3 separate regions of the Zea mays genome follow, and all the other regions are linked to region 2. Evidence: chromatin contacts called from public Hi-C data. All regions are on one chromosome and are shown on one strand. The core of a region is the stretch at or near the end of the contact, and the rest is flanking DNA. Distances in the headings are between cores, read along the strand shown.

Evidence for each region. Hi-C and Micro-C count contacts between places; a contact is called where the count stands out from the background.
Region 1: a Hi-C map of bundle sheath shows a contact between it and region 2, with 2.6 times the contacts expected there. The contact joins the promoter of LOC542534 here to the promoter of LOC100216906 in region 2. A contact is called at or near these places in 6 of 25 Hi-C or Micro-C datasets (bundle sheath, ear, leaf and 1 more).
Region 3: a contact with region 2 is called in a Hi-C map of tassel, with 3 times the contacts expected there. The contact joins the promoter of LOC100193025 here to the promoter of LOC100216906 in region 2. A contact is called at or near these places in 2 of 25 Hi-C or Micro-C datasets (bundle sheath and tassel).

What each region holds. Positions count from the first base shown.
Region 1 is chr1:40,288,580-40,292,355 of Zm-B73-REFERENCE-NAM-5.0, forward strand. It overlaps LOC542534 (initiator-binding protein 2), which reads left to right and starts at 2,084. Exons shown (of 10, transcript NM_001324298.1): 1 at 2,084-2,347; 2 at 3,287-3,467; 3 at 3,572-3,776. The coding sequence starts at 3,378.
Region 2 is chr1:40,091,890-40,095,712 of Zm-B73-REFERENCE-NAM-5.0, forward strand. It overlaps LOC100216906, which reads right to left and starts at 1,700. Exons shown (of 3, transcript NM_001359518.1): 1 at 1,501-1,700; 2 at 1-877. The coding sequence starts at 846.
Region 3 is chr1:39,862,853-39,866,422 of Zm-B73-REFERENCE-NAM-5.0, forward strand. It overlaps LOC100193025 (putative laccase family protein), which reads right to left and starts at 1,812. Exons shown (of 6, transcript NM_001138193.1): 1 at 1,614-1,812; 2 at 1,155-1,306; 3 at 439-686; 4 at 230-358; 5 at 1-148. The coding sequence starts at 1,727.

The DNA of each region.
Region 1 (3,776 bases), core at 834-3,333, 200 kb after region 2:
ATGATTCGGATCTAAGGTGAATGCAAATCACCGCCATCCGCCAAGGATTCTTTTTAAATAATGTAAATCATCATTTAGAACTTTGTTTCAAGTATGATTTGTCAAGAAAATATGCATGGATCTTAACTTAGCTTTATATATGATGTCGCTTTCTTGACAAATGTATCAAAATCAGTTTACGTAAAGGACCATTCATGCATATTTGGGGGGACAAAGTTCTAAATGATTTTTTGTTTTCTTTTGTTGAGTGTGACATAGATGTATGCACACAGCACACACTCACGTAAATAGATCTCTTTTAAAAACTAAAAAGTTTAAAAGAATCCAAACCATAAAAATACAAGTTCGTATGAATGTAAATACACGATACGAGCACAAATCATGAGTGCATGAGGTATTTTAGTTCAGCAAAGTGGAAATGATTTGTCCATCTAATATAATAGAAATTTACCTCGTGAATGGCTATGGGGTTTCTTAGAAATAAAATTGTTGCATCATCCCATGTATGAGATAGATATACTAAATATGACGTGCTAATGAGAAAATCAAGTAAAACACCTACATGATATAGTAGATGAAATTATAGAAGGATATGTCGGCCAAACAAATAGTATGACGTGGATGCCTTACTTTTTGATATACTGAAAATAGTAAACATTTAGTGAAAGATGGTGTAGCATTTATTAAGGATGATGTGGCGTTTAGTGAGATATAACATATGGAGCTTGTATGCAGATATTAAAGTTAGTGGGGTTTACTTTTAAAAGAGATATAGATATAGGTTAAGTATAACATATGGATAGCTTGTTTGCAGATATTAAAGATGGTAGTCTTTTATAAGAGACATAGGTATATGTTATATGAGACGACAAAGCAAGTTTCTACTCAGTAAGAGTTTACAAATGCATTAAGGCTGTAAAATAATGTTTGCCTATTTTTGTCTGAGAGGATGAAGTATTTTTGAAAGTTGCTATGTATGTGTGCACGTAGAATTACGAGAAAGAAACCAAATAAGACTTGGGGTCTACAAATGGCATGCCATGCAAATTTGTACAGCCGATGTGTGTTCCTTTGTCTGATAATGCTAATAGTGGAAACTGATCGTACAGTGGTACCATTATGCAAAGATAGTAACGCAAAACCTGCAGTAGGAATTCAGTCCATTCTAATAAAAGACATCCATGATTATTCCGTAACGAACTAAACGGATTTCGACTAGATACAGATTAAAGTAGTGGATTTAATATTTCGTAGCTTTGTAAATTTGGAATCCAAAGAATGAACTTTTCTTAAACCCTAGAAATTCCATGCTGCGTATGCACCTTTGGTCCGGGCAATGGCCGAGTGAGATGCCAGCTGGACCTAGCACATATTTTTCTATGGTAGATGTATATATTTTAGAATCATGAAGACCACAAATTTCTTATCTAAAAATTATCTGGTTCTGCGTTGAAGAAGCTCCGGAATCTTAGCACCTTTTCAGGCATCACCCGTGGACATTCTCCACCGACCACCAATAGCCCGAAAACAGCAAAAACCCTCCATGAAAAGATTAATTTATAAATAAAAATATTTTAAAAACGGAGAACCCCGAATTAATTCCGTGAGAGAGACTGTGAAGTGGGTCTACATGCAGTTAATAATTACTAACCCCCTCACGTTTCTTTCCTAAAAACGTCCCTGCTATTCTCCTCACTTAAGCCCCACCGGTTAACGGGGGATCACTCCTTGGGTTCGTGGTCACGAGGGACTGGAGGGCCACCGTGCGATCCGACGGCGCGGCTGGCGCGTCCGCTCCCACACCGACGGCCTGGATTTGCGGAATTTATCACGGGCGCGGAGACGTCTCTCCCGTTGTAGTAAGCCGGGACAGGCGCCCGCTGCCGTCGGATCACGTGGCCCCGCCACGTGGACGCTGCGGGAGGGCGGAACCGGTCGTTGGGGTGGGGCCGCGTGGGGTTTAACCGGGAGCAGCCGGTGGACGCCCCTCCCCGGGATGGCGTGGGCGTAAGCGTAAGCGAGGCGGAGTTGGGGGGTTTAAGAAGGGGGGGTGGTTTTGAGGGGTTTTGGCCAACCCACACCACCGCACCACGCACCTCCACCACCAGAAGAAAAAACCAAGGCGGAGGGCGGAGAGGAGAGCAAGGAGGGTGAAGGGGGAAAAGGGTAATAAAAATAAAAGAGGAGAGGAGAAGCAAGACGAGGAGGAAGAGGGAGCACCCAGAGGTAGGGGAGGGGGAATAATTCCGCAGGGGCTGAGGGATCTCGGCGAGTCCGGCCGCGGAGCAGCGCAGCGAGGCGGCGATCCGAGGGCGATCGGAGGCGGGCGGGCGTAGACGCCGGCGAGGTGAGCACGCCGTGCTAGTTCCGCGGAATTCTGGCGAATTATGCGGTTCTGGGGCTGGGTTTCGTGTCTTGGTGCCCCGCTGTGAGGCGCTGCTGTGTTGGGGTTTTGCTTCCGCTCTGTTTTCGTCCATCCTTGTCCGAATTCTGCTTGCTTTGCTCCGATCCGCCGCTCTGTGCTCGGATAAAGAGGTGAAATTCGCGTCTTTCCGAGATTCCGGCACATTTCAGAGTCGCGGTTTGGATTCGTGGGGTTTTGCTTAATTTCGCGTCGAATTGCTGTGGATCGGGTGCCGAGATCGGATCTGGCCTCGCTCGATTCACGTTTTTCTCGACGTTCTTGTGCGCCTGTGAGGTTTCCGGTCGCTCTTCCTTTTTTTAGTCGACGTGCCCGCTTTCCTTTTGGCAGTTGCTTGCTCCTCGCGGATTCCGATGCACGAGGTTTTTTTTTTAAAAAAAAAAGTTTTCTTCTCCTCTCTCTCACTCTCCCTTTTGATCGCTTGGCGTGCTGGTTTACCTGGCGAATTTATTTGCTTGTGCATTAAATTCAGTGGCGAAACCATCTCGCAAGAAAAAACCTGAGGTCTTAACTCGGATCACGGGTTGAAGTATGAATTCTCTCTATTTCTTCTGCTGTTTTTGTGTTTGAGTTTTGATTCGTTTTTGGAGCGCAGCCTGCTGAAAATTCTTTTCATTTGGCTGTTTCACGACTAGATCTCTCGGTTAATCGGCTTGGGGTATTGGGATTATAACTTTTGGTAATTAATTACTTCAAACGCAGTAGTACTCCTATGATCGTTCCCTGTTTAATTAATGGAATGGAGGGTTTAAAGAAGATTTATCCCAAGTCACTGCGGAGATCCCAATGAATTATTTCCTCTTCTTTTTTTTCCTACCTACTAGTACCAGCTTTCATTTGCTGATTGCTACTGTGTTCTTGCAGATTTGTGTTGGTGACAAGCCATGAACAGCGCAACCACCAGTTGTTAAGTAACCCTCCTGTAAACTTGAAGCAACCGAAGCGGAGAGCAGAAATGGTGTTCCAAAAGAGGTCCTCGTCAGAGTTGGAGGCGTCCGGTGGAGGCCAAGTCGCGGAGATGCCGCGCGTTCCCAAGTCTGCGAGGGTACGCCGTACGCGGCTTTCAGCGCATCGATTCGGCCCTCTCTTCGCTGCCCTTGGTTGGCGAGTCTGACAAGGATGGTGTTTCTTGTTCGGTGAAATGTGCAGGGCAAGAGATCGGTCAGGAAGAAGGAGGCCCAGAACCCGCCCCAGATGTCAGCATTCGACCTTCTCGCGACGGTGGCAGGGAAGCTGCTTGATGAGGGGGTGGGCTCGCTGGGGAACATGAGCGCTGGTGCCCCAGCTTTGACTGCATGCGCGAAGGATGTCCGTGTGAAGAAGGAGCAGTGTGACGAGGAAATGAAGCAGTTCA
Region 2 (3,823 bases), core at 450-2,949:
GTCTTCACTCTGTCTATTTTTCTTGACCTTCAATGCATCTGCCTTTTTGGCATTCAAAGAAACATCTTTCCTTGCCTCTTGGGGTCTTGCAATACCACCAGCTTCTAAACCAATGACTAGTTTATTGTTAACAGGAAGAAACTTCTGGGCTTCCTCAATACCTCTCCTGAAATCCCAAGTTGGAAGGCTCTCAAACAAATACTCAGGGATCTGACCGTTCGTGATCAAAGGGTCTTCTAGCACATCCACTGCATTGGAAGCATCACTTGATGTACCAACAAGTGGATGAGAAGCTTGACCACACAAGCCTCGGTAAGCTTCCAGCTGCTCACTAAGTCCAATGTCATAGCGCCGGTTGCTATCCACTGTGCCACCAACACTGCTGCTCGTGACAGTACTTGCCACAGATTGTGTGCAGATGCTACTGCTACTCTCACTGGGGCTGTCCATGGACCAAGAGATCAGCTGGCGGTCAGGAGACGGTGGGAACTTGTGCCCAAGAATGTCATAGAACGGCTTTGCAGCAGCACGCAGTGCTGCTGACTCCGCCTGGTACATGCTAACTTTCTCATCAATATCCTCCTCCATGAGCATCCGGCTGATATAGTCGAGGGACTCATCTGAGATGAATTCCCAATCCTCTGGGTTGTCAGTTTCAGTATTGGCCCTTGACACAGTGGAGGAAGGATTTGAACAGGCTTCTGGTGCCATCTGGGGCACAGTGGCAGGAAGTGGATCGGCAAATCTGAAGTAATCACTTGCGCTGCTGTGGTCTGTGTAGCCATCATAAGACAGGCCTCCATAGAACATGCCAGATAGGTCGCCATAAGTATTATCCAGACCCATTGGTAAACTCCACGTAACCTTGCTGGAAGACCTGTTTCATTTCACCTTTTGTAGTTAGTAGTAACAAATTTGTCAACTCTTGCTAGGCAAACAAACATAGATCCACACTAATATCGCCTTATTTACAAATATCAACAAATGCTACAATCCTTAGCAACAATGATGGATCTTAATTCATAAGAAGCATACACAGATACACTAATCCGTTATCTCACTTTACTAATAAAAGTAAGATTAAGAACCGACAGGGTTACTCAATGAGTAGAGAAACAATTGAAGACGCGGATCAACAAGCCTAAAATCATGCGTGGAAGTAAGATATAGAAGGTTGATCATAAGAGAAATGGTGGGAAGCTCCCTTGACTAGCATGATCCACGCCACCGCATGAGTAAAGCAGCAACCAAACAGCAGATCCTCCTCAGTGGTTCCCCCATCCCCTTCTCCAAGGCTAAAATTCTAGCAGTCTCGCACGGCATGCAGCTATCCGCAAGAACTGATCACACACAGACCTCTCGTTCTCGTCCTCGCGCACTAGAGATCAGGGCACCAGAACCCACCCGAGAGAAGCAGCTTTCCCGTTGCTTCACTTGACCGCCAGAAGGAAGGAAACGACGCAGGAACGGGTAACACGAGGGGGACAGGGCGAGGCTGACCTTAGCTTGATGGCAAGGGACGCCGCTGACGAAAAGAAGGCCAGTAACTTCGCCCAGTCCGCGTCGCCCGGGCCTCCGCCTGCGCCGGCGCTAGCGCTGGCGCTGGTGATGGCGCCGGTGGTGGTGCGCCGCCGCTGGTGCTGGTGCTGGGTGTGGCGGCGATGATGTGACGCAGCCTGAGATGGACACGGGCATGGGAGTGGAGGGGTGGAGCAAATCCGAAAAGAATAATGCGAGGATGGTGTGCTCTGCTCCCGGGCCCCCTCTCTCTGCGTGCCGGGGGATTACAAAACCATGGGCGTCCGAACCTTCTCGGGGCCCGGCGGGGGGCGCCGTGGCGCGATCGCCGCCGTCGGTCCAGAGGATCGGGACGGGGGATTAAAGTAGTGGAAACAAACCCGAGCGCCCGGAGCGGCGCGGCGGCCCAGTCCCAGCGCGACACCTCGGCGCGTTTCCTGGCCGACGCGCACGCGCGCGGGGCCCAGCAGGTGATTTGCGGCTGCCAAAAACTGGGCTATCTACCTGATCTCCTCGTCCTCGGGTGCGAGTCCCCCATTTCATCTGGCACGTACGACCACCGATGCCGCCGGCACGTTAGCGTCTTACTAAAAAAGGACAGACCCTGTACCAGCACACATGCTGGTAGACGCTATAAACAGCAACACAGGGACGACATTTTTGTTTGTTTGCTTGGTTGTAAAACACGTTGTCATGGTCAGATTTAATTTTACCGTTGATTATAATTGACTTAGGGACGTTTATTTTGGATTATAATCTGTTCAGATTATATAATCCAATAAATTTTAAACTAACACTTTAAAATTTGTTGAATTATATAATTTAGACAGATTATAATCCCAACTAATCACCCACTTAGGGCTTGTTCAGTTCTACCCCAATCCATATGGATTGAGAGAGATTGAGGCCGTGTTCGTTTGTGTCGGATCGGTGGGTCGAAACGATTCCTAACCGGATTGCTTCTCTAATTTATATAAACTTTGATTAGCTGGAACGATTCCGGGTCCAATCCGACAGAAACGAACAAGGCCTGAGGGGGTTTCAATCCCTAGTAAGTCAAAATCTCTCTCAATCCATATCAATCCCTTTGAGGCCCTATTCGTTTTTATCAAACCCATGGGGATTGAGGGGGATTGAATCCCCTACAAGTCAAAATCCCCCTCAATCCACTTCAATCACCCTCAATACCCATGGATTAGGGATGAAACGAACAAAGCCTGAAAGGGAAATGTGCCATTGGCCATTTCTATAAGTATTTTGGTGATTAGATGTCCAACACATATTGAATGAGTTCTTATGTGCCAAATGAGTGAGAAGTGTGTAATCAAGAACAAGGTATGTTTCTAGACTTAGTGAATTGTTTTGAACACTAACATGGTTATCTAAGTGCTAGAAACAGTGCCAAGAAGAGAAGATTTGAATTGGAGAAAAGTTGGCAAAGTTCAGCCAACATCAGCTCGGGTCTGGCACACCGTGCCCCAGGCTGGCTCGACGTCAACTAGGCGCTCTCGGGAAAAGAGAAGGCGACGTGGCTATAAATCACCGGACTGTCCGGTGGTGCACCGGACTGTCCGGTGAGTCAACTGCGCCAGCGGCCAACGGTCGGCCGCGCGATCAGCGCGCGACACGTGGTTGCGCCAACGGTCGGTTGGGCACACCGGACTGTGTCCGGTGCGCCAACCGATCCCGAAGACCAACGGTCGGCTGCTCCCCGTATGGAAGGAAATCGAGCACCGGACTGCTACAGTGGCTGTCCGGTGCACCACTCAACAGAAGGCAAGAATTGCCTACCAAATTGATGTCCAATGGCTCCTAGCTGCCTTGGGGCTATAAAAGGGACCCCTAGGCGCATGAAGCAGAAGACCAAGGATTCTCTAAGCATACTAAGACATCCAGACTCCGCCTCCACGCATTTGATTCATTGTGTTAGTGATTTGAGCTCCGTTCGAGTTGTGAACTCCCTGTGTTGTGCTTTGAGCTCAAGTCGTGGCTTGTGTGCGTGAGTGTGCTGCAGACTGAATCTTGTGTGCGTTGTTTTCCCTCCCTTACTCTTGTGCTTTCTTTGAGATCATTATTGTAAGGGCGAGAGGCTCCAACTTGTAGAGATTCCTCGCAAACGGGAAGGATACTCAAAAGATAAAAGACCGTGGTATTCAAGTCGATCATTGGATCACTTGAAAGGGGTTGAGTGCAACCCTCATCCATTGGGACGCCACAACGTGGAAGTAGGCAAGTGTTACTTGGCCGAACCACGGGATAAAAATCGCGTGTCTCTTATGTTGCTTTTCTGTGATTGTTTTGTTCA
Region 3 (3,570 bases), core at 562-3,061, 230 kb before region 2:
GTGCGGAACGGCTTGACGTAGGCGGCGTCGACGTCGACGACGGTGAGCGTGTGGTTGGCGATGGAGAAGAAGAGCTCGTCGTTGAGCGCGGCGTTGATGAGACGGAGCAGGTACCATTTGCCGGGCAGCACCTTCAGCTTGAACGTGTCTATGGAAGCAGCACACATGTGACACATGACGGTGAGCTTGAACTTTTCAATGGGCCCTGGCTGAACGGGCCGAGTCTTACCTTTGCTGGAGCAGTTGTACAAAGGGCCCGGGAGCCCGTTGATGGTGAAGGCGTCCGACACGTTTGGGCCTGCTCCAGTCTGAAGCGCCTGGGCGACAATTGTCTCTGGATCCGCGTTGAACCACTCTCCTGCGGCCACATCGCACGTTAATTATCCTAGTAGTACAGGGCAGGCTACAAGCAGAGCAGAGCAGCAGCAGCAGCAGCACCGAAGATGACTGGGACGTCCTTGTAGGGTTTAACCGGGAGCGGGTATGGCACGCCGCGCTTGGGGAGGATGACGATGGCCCCGTAGAGCGTGGCGCGCATCCAGGAGACGTGCGCGTGCCAGAACAGGGTGCCCCGCTGCCCCGTGATGGTGAAGTTGTACACGAAGCTCTGCCCCGTCTGGATGGGGCACTGCGTCACGTACGCCGGCCCGTCCGACCACCCCGTGCGCAGCTGCCGAACGCCGTGCCTGTTGTTCAATTCGTTCGCGTGTACGTATATGCAGTTTGCATCGCACGCACCCAGAGGGAAGGCACACAAAAGCATCAGTACGGGCATGCAAATATATATCAGCTGCATTATATTGCATTGGCACGTCCTGAAAGACCTGAAACTAGGCTGCTGCCCACTTGGTCCTTTGCTAACTGAAAGGATGGCGAGCTAGCTGCTGATCGCATCCAGGAAACAAATAAAAAGGTGGTAGACGCTGCTTGTTATTAATTAGTTGCTGACACCAACCAGCAGGATCGAGACAGAGGTACGAAACGATGATTTCTCCGTTGAAACATGGCAGCTTTGCGAATGATGATCTAGGTTACTGCTGCAGTTCGTCGCGTCGTTGGTGCAAAGAAACATGGCAGTTCGTCGTCGTTGCTGCAGGGCAGATCGCTATATATATATGTATACTAATTACTATATACATGAAGAGAAAGTTTACCAGTGGATGGTAACGTTGTCCTTGACATTGTTCAGCACCTTGACGACGACGCGGTCGCCCTCCCTGGTGACTATCTTGGGGCCGGGGAACTGGCCGTTCACCGTCGGGATGGCGCGGGTGGTGCACAGCCGCGTCACCTTCTTCATCGTCACCTGCCATATATGCCACACACAAGCCCACACCACACATGACATGATTCGAAACGGCAGATGATATATAGACCCTGTCACGTCCGTCGTCCCAAACTTCCTTCATATATAGACGATGGAAGAACAGACGACCATGCATCAACAACAAGAACTACTAGCAGCTATAGCTAAATCACTGCGTGCGTGCGTGCATGCATGCATGCATGTGGGTACTCCTAGTCCTAGCCAGCAAGTATACGTACATAAGAACACACAGCATGCATGGACGAACGGCGGCTGCTTAATTGGTTGATGAGTGAAATGCACTTACGTTGAAGGTGTAGTGTCTGGTTGTGCCGCCGCCGTGTGACGACTGCGGCAACGCTACCAACGTGCCGAAGAACAGGATGAACGCAAGCCACGACGATGGCGGCGCCGCCCCCATCTCCCTTCCCTTGGCACGCAGATCGATCTCGGACGAGAGATCGAGGACGTACGGTTGTTATATATGGCCGGCCGCAGCAAGATAGCTAGCTAGAGCTATAGCTACAACACGCGGCAGGAATGAAGGGTTATATAGCGAGGAGGAGGAGGACAGTACAGTACTGACGACGGTGGTTGCATTCCTTCCTTCCTTCCTTGCAATTTATTAGGTGGCGACATGATATTTTCCCTTTTTTTCCCAGTGACAAGAAAAAACCGGGGCGGAGCGAGAATTAGGTGACGATGATGATCGAAAGGGTGTTGACAGGAGACGGAGAAAAAGGCGGGGCTTATTAGCGCCAGCCAGCGGCCGCTTTTGCCTGGTCATGTACAAAGAGTTGGGTCCGCCTGGATTTTAGAGTGCAGGCAAAGGAATCGCCCTTTTTGACGTATGGCCCCGCTAGCTGCTTGCTCTCGCTCTGGACGGACGTACATGTATTTTCTCCGGCGTCCAGCGCGCTCATTTTTTTTTTGAACCGTTCGATCTGAGTGCACCCTCGTCAGGATTCAGGAATCATGACTCATGACTGAGACTACTGAGATGATGCAGCCAGCCAATTATCTCCAACGTACGTATTACAGACTGAAGCCCGCGCCCGCCCCCCCTGCAGTGTTGTGATATGATCTTGTGTGTTCTTCTCAAGGAACGACCGCAAATTAACCGTCGCGTCGTCTGTTGAGATTTCCTTGTCGCGTCAGATCGAACGCTACCTTATTAACACTTGGCTAGGATTGGAGTGCTCAGCGGTTAATTTCAACAGTTTTTCTCCTGTAAACTGATAGACGGACGAACTAGAGATCAGAGTTTAGAACACTGCAGCTCACAGGTCCAGGCCACCTCTCTGTTGGATTGATCTTATGTGAATCCGGTCAAAGAGGGGACTTCTTGTATTATGATTGCATGCATAACAATACATTGGATTATTGGTTAACATTCCTCGCCCCATAAACCTAGGGACCTGATCTACTCTAATACGGCTAGCGATGGAAAGACCATCACCTAGCTAATGCACTCTCGGTGTCGTCGTCGCTATTGCACACCGACTCTAAGACTGGCTGCAGCGCAGGCCATCAGCCATCCTCTCTATATGTGTATATTTGGGCCGGGTCTGATGGGCCGGCCCGAAGCACAAAAAAAAATACACCCAGGCATGGCACGACCCGAAATAATTTAGTGTCAGGCTGACACGACCCGATATATCGGGCCGGGTTTGGTCCGAGGTCGCGGCCCATGGGCGGGCACGAGCACGGCTCGTTTAAGGCAGGCACGAAATGGCTCATATAGAGGCACGAAAAGGCCATATATTTATTAAAATCACACTTCATTCCACACTTTCATGTACTTGATAAAAAACACAAAGCTAGAGATAATGCTATTTAGATGTTTTTTGTAGCTTTGAATTAGAGTATGTGATGTAATTTTACTTTTGTTATGAACATTAGATAATAAACTGAACTTACGAACTTTGTATAGAGCTGATTATACTCTTTTTTCTTCTAACAAAATGATTTGTAAACAAGTTAGTCATTGCATAGCTCTGGTAACTTAATACAAATATTAAGTTTGCTTTTGGTCAAATTTATGTGTCTTATCTTTTTATTTGTTTTATTAAATTTGTTTTGAATTTAGGGCTGTGATGTGAATTTCGGGCCAAAAACTGAATTTCGTGCCATGATGTGAATTTCGGGTCGCCCGAAATAAGCCCCGCACGTTTAAGCAATTACGTGTCAGGCCGTGGGCCGAGGGCTAGGCCCATGGGCCGGCCCGAAATTCAAACGGGCCAGGCCGGGCCGAAATTCAAACA